Regions from separate parts of the Macaca mulatta genome. Here region 2 is linked to region 1. The links are chromatin contacts, called in public Hi-C maps. All regions are on one chromosome and are shown on one strand. Each heading gives the region's core, a stretch centred on a gene start, on an enhancer-like site or on the middle of the called end of the contact. The rest is flanking DNA. Distances are from core to core; before and after follow the strand shown.

What was found. A called contact is a pair of places that touch in the nucleus more often than the background predicts.
Region 2: a contact with region 1 is called in a Hi-C map of fetal cortex germinal zone, with 2.6 times the contacts expected there. The contact joins the promoter of DACH1 here to the enhancer-like site in region 1.

The regions. Positions count from the first base shown.
Region 1 is chr17:65,992,964-66,000,457 of T2T-MMU8v2.0, reverse strand. No RefSeq gene overlaps it. Among named protein-coding and RNA genes, the nearest start is that of DACH1, 620 kb to the left of the region's middle. Within about 2 kb of position 4,182, at least 8 of the 40 cell types and tissues checked have an H3K27ac peak or open chromatin away from gene starts, as enhancers often do. A contact at or near this core is called in fetal cortex germinal zone, where this site is marked.
Region 2 is chr17:66,618,479-66,625,972 of T2T-MMU8v2.0, reverse strand. DACH1 (dachshund family transcription factor 1) reads left to right here and starts at 4,727. Exons shown (of 12, transcript XM_015121170.3): 1 at 4,727-6,007. The coding sequence starts at 5,160.

The sequences.
Region 1 (7,494 bases), core at 2,933-5,432:
GAAAACCAAAATCATTTGATTTTACATTTATTTTTTTCTAGTTAGCCATTGATCATCCCCATTTAAAAGTCTAAAATGTAAATACTGTTCAAGTGATCAGAACATGGAGCATATATAGACAAATACAATTTAACAGCCATTTCTGAAAAGCTGAGGGTTCATCTCCTGCTGATGGTGGGATAGTCCTGTCATTTCCATAATTATTGTTGTAACTATCATCTGTTGAGTATGCACCATGTCAGACATAGTGCTTTGCACTTTTGATTCTCAGAAGAACACTCTGCTGTAGGTATCATGATTACTTTTTGCAATTTACAAAAGAAGAAACTGAGATTTGGAATATTTTAAAACGTGTGTTATATCACATCAAATTTATTAGGATGTGAGCCTGTGGTGTCTCGTGTAAAATCCAGCTCAACAAGAACTCTAAAGTAGTTGCTACAAAAAACAAATCTAAAAACAAGGAAATTTTTAACAATAGCATTACCAAAGATATTTAAGCAGAAATTAAATTATAAAGTATTAAAAATGAACAAAACATATTGATAATTCTGTCTCCTAGAAACTGAATTTAACTGTAAATACAAGATCTGAAAAATAGTGGCTGAAACAGGATAGGGCTCTATTTTTTCTTTAATAAAGTAAGTCCAGAAGTAGATAATCTAGATCTGATATGGAGGCTCTTGTGGATGAGTTTCATAAATATTCTGAGATTCTTCAGTCTTTTTTCTCTTGAAGCTTGGCATTCATACTCAATCTGTAGTTGCAAGACGACTGGTAAACCCAAGCAATTACATCCATGTCCCCAGGCAAGAAGAAGGATTAAAACAAAAAAGAAATAGATGGACTAATGCTTTCTGCCAATTAAGTCAGATTCTTTGACGAGGAGCGATCCTGGAAACCCCAACTAAAAATTCTACTGATGTTACGCAGGAAAGAAGTTAATCACATGGCCACTCCTATACATAATGATGTGTGTCACGTAAAAATCTTTCAGGTGAGCGCATTGCTATTCACTTCTCACAAAAAAGTATACCGGCAAAGAAGAAAGAGTGAATGTTTACTTTGTACATAGTTAAGAGGCTCTATAGACCCTTCCCAATGACTCAATCCTAAACTTATGGAAATTTTGTTTAAAAAATGATATGTGAATTTGTATGCATACATGTATATTCTTGTGTTTCATGGCTTTTGTTTCTCCATAGGCAAAAGCCAGCAAAATTTTGTATTTTTTTGTGCTTCAAATATAATGAAAGAATTATAATGGAATCTCTTTCTAATAAAAAAAAAAATCTCTAAGGGCTATCTCCTGTGCTGATAAAGGAAACTCACCTCAGTAGTCACCTGTTCTTGATTTCTCCAGCAAAACCCTTTTCTGACAGTCTGGGAAGTCAGGAAAACTTTGGTAAGTAAGTGTTGATTAAAAGTGGAATCACAGACTCCGGGCATACTAGTCTTCTTATTTAATTATTATTTTCGAAATGTGCTGAAAGAAGTGCTACATTGTGATAGAATGAATACATTCAATTTATAGTAAACACATTATTCTATCTATGAATGAAATTGTCACTCTAATTTTATCAATGCATACAAATTTAACCATTTCATGTCACTTCTGGTTCTTTGGTTTTTAGTACAAGTTGACATTGGATAACTGAGAAAAACAAAAATTTATGAGAAAGCTATAAGCATGAGCTAAGGAAAAGAGGAGGAGGAAGGAAGCTTTCGAAAGAGGCAAAATGGGGCCCACTATAGGATTCCCAAGTTCACGGAAGAAGGAACTGAGTAGTAGTTAAGAGTAAACCATTTCCAGGGTGTCCTGCTTTATAATCCCATGTAGAAGTTCCATTCTGGACGGAGAGATGTCAATGATTTATTGAGCACCACTCTCTGGTGGGGGAAGCCACTTGGATTTGACTGAAACCTATGCAAGAAGGGTACTCCTCCAAAACATACTCAATGCTTTTACCACAATTCAATGTGGTAAAAACAATACATGTTCAGAATAGCTTCTGAGGGTTTTTATTTTTTCCTAAGGTAGCATACTATGCTTTTAATGTTTCAAAAGCATGAACATCATGAATATTTGAAAACACTTAGGTCCATTGTAAAAGAATAGGTTGTCCTTACAACTTCCTTTAATGTTTAAATGCCAGGTGCTAGGGAAAACTTTTATTTGTCTTATTCTATCAAGATGAAGGTCACAATTTTATGACCATTGATGTCACCGTGTTTTCCATCTAATTCCTTGTATATTTTCAGGCACTGTGGCCAAAAATTAAAAGCACTTCCCTTTGTTTTCCTATGGGATCCCATAGCATTCTCATACCACAACAGTGGCCAAGGATCCACATGACTTTTTCCTACTGTTAATCTGGCACTGAAAACTATTTCATTTCTACAGAAGCAATTGCAATCTAAATTGCTTTTTGATCCATAGATACATTTATTTTCCTGTTTTTTTTCTTGCTATTGTTTTAGTTTTTCTCTGAAAACACAAAAGTAATACGGATTTTAAAATTCACCTCTGAAGAGAGAGCACACAAATATGCTTTTTGTATAAACTGGGTTAACATTTACATTTACAAGTAAATTCTTTTATAGAGGTTTTCTATTTCAGCCAGAAATGATAAGCAGAAATGCACAATATGACCTAAACAATATCACCAACATCACACTTTTTGTTTTTCCATGTAATTTTTATTTTAAGTCAATACACAGAACCTGATATTTTAAAGAGCAGTCTCGGGTTTTTTTCAACTGCTTCAGAATACATTTTTATAGATGAAGATTTGATAGCTTCATGGACTAGTATTACAAACTTGTGAAAAATCACAAGGAAAGTCTGAAAGTTAAAATAACTCTCTGTCTTAGCTGCGCTGGTAGCGAGCACTAGCTGTTGACCTTGGACCTAGATCATGCTAAAGAACCAGCGGTTGTTAGAAAAAATAAATTGAGGAGATGTATGAAATCTATTTCTAGGTAAAGGCACAGATGACCAGGGCCTGAAATACATTGGTCACGTTTCTCAGTGTTAATATCTTTGCTGTGATAAGTTTTTTTGTCAGGATGTAAATTCTGCTGGTATGATCTCTGTAGAGCTTCATAGCACAGCTAATGAAGAGCTCCTTTACATGTGTGTTTTCTTTCCACTTATCCAAATTATATAATGTAAACTCCAAGCTATCAGGAAAATTAGCTGAAGTAAACAAAACATACTGTTTGCTAAAATACTTTTGTATTCTCTCTTTAGTTTTAAAAATATTTAAATTCATGATAAATATAATAGCTTTTGCAGATATTTGTGAAAATTCAGACAAGCAAATTCCTTTCATGGTCAGATAGATGATTATAAAAAACAAGGCTAAATTCAAGCAAATATGGTTAGCTGGATCACAGTTTGAGTGAGGTCATAACCCTGAACAATTTTCTTAGATAATATCATCAATAATACTTCTAAGGGCTGAGCATTTTTTTACAAAATGTCACAGTTATAGGAACCTACAGTATAATTGTATATATATGACCTTCTTTGTTGGTATAAAAGCAGGATTAGTTCATAATTGGCCCATGAGCCATGAGAAGGTACCATGCAGAACATGAAAATGTTGGTGTGCTAGACGTAAGCCTGGATGATTTGAATGGAAGAAGAGGTCCCTGGTAGGGTAATAATAAATATTTGCGTTAGGTCATGAAAAGTGTGAGTGTCCCTTCTCAATTACCCTTTTCTAGTTGATAACTAAATTATTCTCACACCCTTAGTTTGGAAGGACAATTTCTGGAGAAGTAAAATCACACCAATTCCCTGAGATGGATCTGTTTTCTGAATAAATCCTGTTATTATCTGTTATTCTCTTATTCATTTTTTTTCTAAGATTCAGTGTTTACTGTTGACTGTCTCCACAATTTTCAATGTAAGCACCGTCTCTCTTCTCCTCCCCCCACACCGCCACCCACCCCCATATGCATGTGTGTGTGTTTAATGTGTGTGTGTGCATGTTTGTATTTAAGGCCTCAGTTAAATGCCCAAGTCCAGAGTCACCAGAGCCACATTTTACTTTTGTCAGAAGTGGTGTAGGACCTCGAAGAGCATGTTGAAAATGGTGTAGATAGAGAAACTCCCTGTGTAGATTAATTCAGTGCACAGCTGGGGCTGGGAGGGCAAGCCCATTCTAGGGAATGAAGAATGGCCGATCAGGGGTGGAGCTGCCCGCCTCCCTCTCCACAATGTACTAATCCTCAATTTGGCACTGCTTTAAAAGAAAAGAAATCTAAATTGAGGCCAGCTGATTTCTTACTGAATCAGCCAGCTGGATGTGGAGCCAATTTCCGCAGCTTCCACGCTGTGGTAGCCAGGAAATATTTTAATTGAAAGAACTCTATGTTGACAAATACCAAAGACAACCTATTTATAACTTTTAAACAATATTTATGGAATTCCCTGATTTAATAACATGTTCCTTTAAACTCAATTACAAACTAAAATAATTGTTAGTCTGGAACCAAAGTTAGATGATGTGGAAAGAAAATAAATACAACAAAAGTAAAGAAAAAGGAAAGAATAACTAGTAAATGATGTACACAAATCAACAGGCATGTGTAATTGAGGTTGACAATATACATATATTCAGCAAAAGCAGTTTCAAGTCACAAGTCGGTGTGATTTTTAAACACTTGTAGTTTAGAAGATTTAATATTATACAATCAGTGATAGTATCTTTTTAAGCACTTACAGTTTTAACAGCTATGTATAAATAAGCATATTAGGTAGAGTTTTTTTTTTTTTGGTGCTAGTCAATCTGAATGATTTCTTATTTCTTTCCCCTTTATAGTGAAATTAGCTGTGCTTTAAATGACCCCAAAACACAAACAAAATCCAATAGAAACTTTCTCTCTTCCTTAACATCAGTGATTAAAAGTACTTAATTATATGGATGACACAATAGTAAAAACTTTTAAATATATAGTCTCCTTTTAAAAAATTGTGATGAAGTTTATTGACCTTGCATCATAATTAAAACTATTGAATTTTGTAGTTGTTTTCCCGTGAGTGATTGTTTAACGTTTGAAAGCAGTGCTTTGTCCTGGTAAATTATCTCTTCTTTGTGTATAGTTTTTTCCTTAAATAACCCAACTTTTTACAATGTTTAATGTAGTGCATGTAGTAACTTTTTTTTGTCTTATAATCAGAGATATTATCATAAAACTACTTTTACTCACCCAAGGAGAAGTGATGAATTAGAGAGTAAGAATGGTTTGGAACATGGTTCATTTCATATTAAAATGGTAACAAAGTGTAAAATTGATGATTTATGCAGTTCTATTTACCTGTGAATCACATATAAAATCACATAATTATATTGGATTTGGGAAGATATTATTATCAAACTCATCTGCTTTGGAAAAGCTACTGTTGTTTTCTCCATTACTGTTACTGGTGATGGAGAATTATCAAATGTGGTAATGCTGATAGCTATGGTGTGCTGTAAGGCAGCTCTCCCTAGTGGACACTGCTATACCCATGCTCAGTCTATGCCTCCAAAGTGAAGAAGGTCCCCATGAACTTTTTGAGTATAATTATAGATAAATAGATATCAAGGTGTTAGGTGTAGTGTATATGCATTTAAAAATATTGTTATCTCAAATGAAAAATTTGTTTTGTGGTAGGGATATTAAAATTCAATGTTTATGCATCTCTCAAAATAGAGAAAGTATATTTGGACATCATGATCCTCCAAATTAGTTATTTATCGAAGCAAATAATAAAAAGTGACAAGAGAAACCTTTTACATTATTGTAGAAGAGATAAGAGGAATATTGACCTTCATGAAATCTGGAGCAAAAACATTAGCAAATAAAACCCAAGTGTAAATTTAAAAAGAAAATGGTGGAGAACCGTTGGGAATTATTTAATCATAGAAGAATGTGCCTGCCACAGAATTTCATAAGTAATTTTATTGGAGAAAAAGATGCACCTCGTTACTCATTATCCATTCTTATGAAATGTTCATCCACATGCCATGCACAATGATGCATTTGTAGGCTTACACCCTCTTTGAAAAAAAAAAGGCATTTTGCATTTAAATTGCTCTTCCATGTCTAAAGTAGCTGTAAGGAGGAGAGTATGAGCCTCAAAAGAATAACATGTAATACAAATAGCTAAAACAACATTGGACATAGTTTGAAACATTGCATTGTGTTTTAATTTATAATAATTAATTTATTAGATTGCTTTATTTTGATTCCATAAAATTGTGGACAGTGATCATAGGTGGAACAACCTCTCATACAGTACTCGAGGCAAAGTGTTACATAATGGTCTATTGTCTCTGGGGTTATAGTCAGCAAGATAAAGGCCCATTAGGCACATAATGTATGTCCATTTATGAATATTCACAACTTCTCATTTAAAAAGTAAGAAAAAAAAAGACAGACATAAAAGCAGAATCACTCCATCTGCAACCCTCAACACCCATTTAATTGTTTTTCATTCCTGAAAACCTTAACCTCTGTTCTGAAAAAGCACATAGAAAGGAATAACCCAGCTTTGTTTTTACGCCATTATTAAGGGAAGTGAGATGGTGTTCTTAATGTTATTTTAGGAAAGTGGGAACTCATTCAGCCCTTAGGACTATCAAATAGGGTTCAAACAGTATATATGCCTATTGACTGGTGGACCATTTGACCAAATCTATGAATAAGTAAACGCTATGTAAAGAAAGGAGAAATTCCATTTCCCAATCCACCTCTGCCTCTATGTAGGTTTTTTGTTTTTTTTTTTTTTTTGGATCAGTTTCAATTAAAGAAGAGATTAGAAGAAGAAGATCAGGATTAAAGATGTAGCCTCTCATTCAAAGTAACATGGAAGCCTCAATTAACATATCATTAAAAAAAACAGGAAACATAGTATTCATATTGTGAAAATGCTCATTATTTAAAATTTGGGACCAACAAAATTTTTACTGAAAAAGAAGATAGAGAGAGAGAGGAAAGGTAGAGGAGGGAGGGGAAAAATTGGAAATATTTTTGGAAGAGGAAACCAGCACTCACTGGTCTGCCATGGATTAGCTAAGATCTAAACCTTCCACAGATTTCTGAGGTGGTAATTCTCATGTGGAGACATTGAGAAAGGAAACAAAGCAGTTTCCTCATCACTTAGAAAGACTCAGGTGACTGGGGTGTGGGCACTTCTTAAAAAGGGATTTTTTTTTTTCTCAATCTACATGGGCTAAAAGAGCACATCTGCAAAATAGCTACATGAAACTAGAATGTGTTCCAGTGTATACACGAGTAGAAAAATACATAGTGCACTAGATAGGCACATGAGAAAAATAATTGTTACTGCCCCTGTGAGAAGACTTCTCTATGCTGTGTTGATGACAAACTCCCCTTTTCAGAGGGCAGGTCTGCGTTAAAATACAGGCCAGGAAAGAATCATCGATGTTACACATGTGTATGAAGTCTTGGGTTTCTCACTTTCTCCTATACTTTACT
Region 2 (7,494 bases), core at 3,478-5,977, 620 kb before region 1:
TTATCCGCTGAGCTGATTGAGGAGGCTGTGTGTCTGAGTTAAAAAGGCTTGAGACAGTCACTTGGCATAATTTCTCCATCTTCAATGATTTACTACTGAAGTGCAAACATCAATTGTGGATTCTCTCCTGAGAAACGTTTAACAAAGTCAGTGAACTACTGGTACCCTGATATCTTTTTAGATTTGCCAAACTTTGATAGCTCTTTAATAAACCTATGCTTGAAGTTTATCTTTTTTTTTTTTTTTTCTCCTAAGGAAACAGGTCCATTAGTAAATATGTAGATGTAAAAATGATCTTCCTCTTTACTTCTCTATTGTGATATATCTTGGAATTGTTGAGAAATGCACTCTATTGTTAAAGCTATTTGTGCCGGGTGTGCTAATGCACTCTTTGATTGAGTGAATTAGCAGTCATAACAATCTGGCAGTCTGGCCATAGAAGTGTGCTCAAATTGATTTGTGTTATGGCTGGACTGGAAAATCTAGTGTTAGTTGTTTTTTGCCCTGGGGCATTGTTTGTACCAAACTCCACTTTTCATTTAATTTTCCAATACATTTTGAAAGATTGAAATGCTTGTGATCAACATTTGATCTACTTGCATTATTTAAAAAAAAAATCTGAAAGTAATTTCAGATTCCAAAAAACCTTGCTTTCAATTAGGGTAAACATAATTAGAGTGACGTCGTGCTCAGAATGGTAAATCTCCTTTTGAATCTATTAAGCATTTTATCTCCTTGTCCTGTCACTGAAAGGGATTCATTCTATATCTGGAATATACATCTGTATGTTTTTGTGCATGTCTCTAAGAGAACTTGGGAAAAAATTAAAATAATAAAATTGCAATGAATCTTTTCTTCTTGTTATTTCTGCATATGCCCAAATTGTTTCCGTTTCACTTAGTGATGCTATAAAAAGAGGATACTCTAAGCTTTTAGGAAAATTTGAGATATTCAAGAAATACATTCAGATATATATTGCCTTTAAGTTACTCCATCATTTTAGTTTTTTATATGCTGTGAAATATGCATTTCCCTTTTTTCAAATAATGATATCAATTATTATATTGAAACTCTGAAGGTTTAAAGACATGACTTATCCTGGCTTTGTCAATATTTGTATCTTTCTTACAATCTTCTGCTTTGCAGTCGTTTACCAGAATTATAATGCAGCATGAATAAACCTAAAAAAATGACTATTGATTACAGAGAAAGCTTTGTGAAATCATTTAGTCAGTTTCCCCACTTGAGAAATCAGTGAATAAAATAGGTCAATAGATAAGAATGGAATGGATGTAATACAGTGCTGTGCTTCCCTGGGTTATAAAAAGGGTCAAAAATAAATCCCCATAGAATTCATGTTTTCATACTCATAAAATAAAATGATACTTACCAAATCCCAACTCTAAGTCCATCTTTCTACAGATTTATTCTTCTTTTTTAAACCACAGGTTTTGAAAGTATGTTTTTTATGTGTCCCTGTTTCATTTCCCTGTCACTGCCCCTTTTAACCAAATAGGATGCCCTCATCATCGGGCTAAAGTGCCTGTTGTCATCCAGGTATTCATCGGGACTTTAGCTGCAACAGCTACTTTGTATTTTCTTACTGTCTCTTGCAACCTTACAGCTCTTCTCAAAACTGCATTTCATACTGTACTAAACTCTGCATCCTGTGCCGATTTTTGTTAACTAATAAATAGCAAGACCTGAGACCACTCTCTCGGTTAGTTCCCATTCGTAGGGATCTCCTTGTCAGGCGGGGGTTGGGGAGGAAGGGAGGACGGGGAAAGGGAGGGGAGGGGCCAGAAGGGGGTAGAGGGAGGGAAGAAAATACCTTCCCTGAACTAGTACAAGCTAAGCTTCAAACGATATCCTAGGAAAGAAATTAAAGACTTCTTAATTAGTGCAGCAATTAAGCTTTCTTGGTAGCATTTTAATCAGCACAGGCCCTATCAAAGGACAAACAGAACGATTTGCAGGTCTTTGAATTTTAAACAGTCTTATTGATTTCAGCACAATACATCTTCACAACACACAGGGAGAATTTTCTAATATCAGTTACAGTACTTTGAGTTTTGCTTATGCAAATTGAGTGAAGGTTGGGGAAGATGAGATGGAGGGAAAGGACCTGAAACAAGCGGAGATGTAAAACAATAAACAAGCAAGACAAAAGCTCTGAAAGCTAAATATGCAATGGAGTGAGAATTCAAAATCTCTAAGTTGATTTATCTGCTGTTGTTAAATAACTGTTTGCCTTATTCATTGGCAACATTGCTCAAAAAGAAAGAAAGAAAAAGAAAAAGAAAAGGAAAGAAAAAAGATAAAACCTTCAAAATTGTCAAGGTTTTTATTTCCTACATATTTTAATTTGTGCTATATGTCTTTTCTAATCCTATTGTTTGATCGAAGGGGACCTGAGGTCAGGGGAAGGAAGTCTCGAGAGCTCTCATTCAGGTTGGGGCAAATGTCTCTAAGCCCTGCTTCTGAGTGGAGCACGTGCTCGAAGGCAAAGGTTTCCCTACAGTAGAAAATTTGGAGTTTGCTTCGAAGCAAGGTGGGATTATGGCTTGGACTGCTATCATTACTTCCTGTCTGTAGCTTCTGAATGTGGCAGGTATTGGGTGAGTGATAGTTTAAGGAAATGTAAAAAATGAGAATGGTAATGGCAGATGCTTGACATTTAATTCCCATTTTTCCATTTGTGGGTCTAGAACTTAATGTAACTATAGTTTAGTCTTTTAAAACCATATCAAAATTTATTAAAGTTAGGCATAGAATTCCAAAATAAAATTAGCTTTTCAGGGCTTAATACTTTCTTCCTCCCCTCCCCTCATTAACATAGTAATTTGGCATGTCTTAAAAAAGTAATATTTTCTAAAACATGCAAAAACACTTAAGGAAGTGTTTTGATAAATGCGATATATATTGAATTCCTACTTTTAACTGATAACAAATTTGAAGACTAAAACATTAATAAAAAATATTTCTGAATGTATTACAATGCATTGGTTAACCAGGCCAAACAACTGTGTAAACTTTAGTTGTCCTTGCGGCAGTTCATGGACTTTTCTGCAACAATCGATTTTCTGAATTCTCATCTCCCAGGAAAGCCTCCTGATTTAACTGCTATGTCCCAAAAAGTTTAGTAAAATCATACACTAATTAGTCCATAGTGTCATATTTCTATTTCTCGGTAGACAGTTCTTGCACTTTTTGACATTACGATTCACAGAGTTCAAAGGCTTAAAATGATAAAGAGAAATGAGATCATTTCAACACCAGAATGGTGAAAATTGTATTATAAAATTTCCCAACACTGTGAACCTCTACTAATAGTTTATTTTAAAATCTGCCAAATACTAAAGCATTGCTTCATATCTTATAAACTTAATGAACATGTGTAGACCGGTTCAAAGGCTAACTAATTGAAGATACTTGGAGATATGAGTAGCAAATAGATTTGACCCATTTTCAAATCATATGTTAGTCAAAAATCCTTGAATAAATATCTCAATGCAACAAGTTAGAAAAAAGAAGAAAAGGAAAGAGGAAGGAAAGGAGAAGAGAGTCCAGTCTAAACTCAGCCTCATGTTGTTTTAAGCACAGCTACTCGTCTTTACAAGTCAACTAGTGAGATTTGTTTTTGTTCTTCTCATTATTTACAAAACATATATTTACTGACAAATTGAAAAGGACTTTCCAAAACTACAGCAGCACTTTTCAAACATGAAAAAAAAAAATAACTATTGTGTTGTCCAAAAAACACATTAGCAGCTGGCCTTGGGTCTTAAAGGACATGAGGATAGTTGGTTACTATGTAAGACAGGTGATTTAATTACAGAGTTTTGGGTAAGAAAAGCCTTTTTCCACTTTCTAAATCTTCAAGGATGCCTTATCTCCTTGGTATCTCTAGGTTTAACAGGTATTTCTGACTGGCTTTTGGGGCGACAGTGAAGTTATTCTAAATCATCCACATCAAGTCAAGCATTTCTTTCCACAACCTATTAGGAAATATGGAATTGAATACCGAGCTTTCCATTATTCTTAAGCGATTTCGGACTGACTTTCTTCTCACCACTTGAAAACTGTCCTGGAATTTTTCACTATCTTTATATAAATAATTTAGTAGAGAAATAAAACAATCATATGCAAAAGAACGTTACGCTTTGCTTACATGTGAATTTTCCTCAAAATAATTTCTGAACAATTATGAAGTGGGGGCTGTGTTTTCATTTCTAGCTCATTGCCAAAACGCGTGGAGATGGATCCTAAATCCTTGAAGGAGAGCTCGGAGCGCTCTGGCTCCTGTTTAAGTTGGCGGGCGATTGTTAAGAAGCTTTGGAAAAAATTACCAGTCGCCGCGAACGAAATGGAATGTGAGACATGCAATCTAACGGTAGTAGTAGAAGAGAAGTAGATGATCTCCCTCTTCTTTTCCGATCGCCACTTCTGTGTCCCTGGCTTTTCCTCTCCGTCCCTCCCACAGTTTCTTTCCGTATCCTCCCCCTCCCCTCCTCCCTTCCTCGCACGCTCCCTTTCCAGTGTCTCGCGCTCTCGGAGTCTCTGCTCCGAGTTCCTGGTTGGATAATTTGGGTTAATACTAGTGAGTGAGGTTTTTGCGGCTTCAAAGGGTATTTCAAGTTTCCGGAGCTCCTCCCCTCTGCACCGTGTGACAACAACAACTCGTCCAGCCGGCAGCCTGCACTTTTCAGCTCATTTTCTCTCTGTCATTCCCCTCTCAATCTTTGATCAATGTACTTGCCAGGGAGAGCCCAAGTCCTTCAAACCTCCTCCTTTTCACCTTCATCCTTAACTTTGTGCTAGACCGGGACCCACACAACAACAGCCGACCCTCCCCCCTTCCCCCCCCAAACCAGCCCTCGATCCCAGCCCCCGGAGAGGACTCGCATTTCGACTTGCGGGACACTTTTGTGCGTTTCTCTCCAGAGCGCCTCTCGTGCTCGCCCCTCCTGCGCTCTCTCTTTATTACCTTCACCTCCTTTTCTCCCCCTTCTCTCCCTTTCTCCTTCTCGTTCTCTCCTGGAGTTGTTGTTGTTGCCCCCCTCGCTCCTTCTCCCCCCTTTTTTCCCCTTCCCCTCCCGGGGGTGTGTGGCAACTTTTCCCCTCGCTTCTCCTCCGTCTGTTTCCCCTTATATGTGACCATGGCAGTGCCGGCGGCTTTGATCCCTCCGACCCAGCTGGTCCCCCCTCAACCCCCAATCTCCACGTCTGCTTCCTCCTCTGGCACCACCACCTCCACCTCCTCGGCGACTTCGTCTCCGGCTCCTTCCATCGGACCCCCGGCGTCCTCTGGGCCAACTCTGTTCCGCCCGGAGCCCATTGCTTCGGCGGCGGCGGCGGCCACAGTCACCTCCACCGGCGGCGGCGGCGGCGGCGGCGGCAGCGGAGGCGGCGGCGGCAGCGGTGGCAACGGAGGCGGCGGTGGCGGCGGCGGCGGTGGCAGCAACTGCAACCCCAGCCTGGCGGCCGCGAGCAACGGCAGCGGCGGCGGCGGCGGCGGCGGCATCAGCGCTGGCGGCGGCGTCGCCTCCAGCACCCCCATCAACGCGAACACCGGCAGCAGCAGCAGCAGCAGTAGCAGCAGCAGCAGCAGCAGCAGTAGTAGCAGCAGCAGCAGTAGCAGCAGCAGCTGCGGCCCCCTCCCCGGGAAACCCGTGTACTCAACCCCGTCCCCAGTGGAAAACACCCCCCAGAATAATGAGTGCAAAATGGTGGATCTGAGGGGGGCCAAAGTGGCTTCCTTCACGGTGGAGGGCTGCGAGCTGATCTGCCTGCCCCAGGCTTTCGACCTGTTCCTGAAGCACTTGGTGGGGGGCTTGCACACGGTCTACACCAAGCTGAAGCGGCTGGAGATCACGCCGGTGGTGTGCAATGTGGAACAGGTTCGCATCCTGAGGGGACTGGGCGCCATCCAGCCAGGAGTGAACCGCTGCAAACTCATCTCCAGGAAGGACTTCGAGACCCTCTATAATGACTGCACCAACGCAAGGTGAGTCGCGGGGGATAGCCCCCGCCACCCGCGCCCCTTCCCACCCGCCTGCTCGCCCTGCCCTCGCTCCCTTCCCGGCGCCGCTCGCTCTGCGCGCCCGCGAGCCGCGCGCCCCGGCGAGCGCGGCCCTCTCCTCTCCTGCTCGGGGTTCGCCAGCCGCGCCCGACCCCTGAGAAGCTGGCACCTCACCCTGCCCAGACCTCGCTCTTCGGCCCGGTCCGCCCCTTGCCCAGTGGGTCCTGGGGATGGGCTGCTGTGGGACGCGGGAAAAGCCGAGCCTCGGGGCGGAGGGGACGAGCCGGAGGAGGAAGGCGTCTTTCCTGGAGCCATAGCCCCCTGCCCCGGGCGCGCGGGCGCCTGGAGACCCCTCTCAGCGCTGCCGTCCGCGTTCGTGCGCTCCCTAGGACCTGGGTTCCACCGCCCGCTTCCCAGCACCGACAGGGCTGATCTGTGGCGCCGAGCGCCGTCCCAGGGGCGGGGAGAGGTCGTGACCTGCTCCGCAGGGCTCGGGGAGCGGGGAGACGCGCTCCGGGTGAGGGGCCCGCTGGGAAAGGCGAGGGAGCGGGCCAGCACCCAAGGAGGGCACTTTGAGGTCGGGAGGGAAATGACCCGCGAGGCTGAGAGACCGGGGCCATCCCGGGGGATGAGCTCCGGGGAGCTGAGCTCCGAAGCCCGGAGGGGAAGCCCGTCGAGGGGAGGGGTCTGTGTGTTCGCGCATGTGTGCGTGTGTCCGCGTGTGAGTGAGTGCGTGTGCAAAGGAAATAAAGGGGTGCGGTGGCCCCGGGGCAGATGCGAGGGCAACCAGCAGGTTTTCTTCGGTAGGGGGAGGTGACCGAGTGCCCGAGACTCAATGGAAGCTGAACTGGAGAGATTAGGAAGGAAAGCCACGAAGCGCGCTCTCTCTCGATCTCTCTCTCTGTCTCTTTCTCTCCAAAGTGTGTTTTCTTTCTTTCTTTCTCTTTTCTTAAAGGTTAGTAGCTTAAGCAGCGAGCAGGTGCACACTTTGCACTGGAATGCTGAGCGGGCCTGATACTCTGTTCCTTGGCTTCCCCAGCCCAGCAGAGCGCGCGCACCGAGGAGGCGGCGGGACCGGTCCCCAGCCAGACCAGTTTTATGCTAATGAACGCTCAGTGGGGGAGGATCTACCGAGAGGGGGCGGGAGTGGGGCAACTTGTCAGTTTCGGGTTAGAGATGATCATTCCACCCCCTTTCACAGCTCCGCTTTGTCCCCACGGTTCGCTGCAAGGAAGTGCAGAGGCAAAAGTTCAGAGTGGGATTCCGGGAGAAAGAGAATAGGGAAAGTTGAAGACCTGAAGCGGGCACGTGGGAACTGCGCGCAAAATTTGCGCGGAAACTTCGGTGCCCTCCAAATAAGTTTGAAGATTGAGAGAAGGAGCGGAGTTGGTGTGTGCCCCCGCAGAGACAGGGAAACTTAGGTGGAAGGGAAGTGTAATAAGGAGACCAGAAGGAAATTGTGTTGAAAAAGC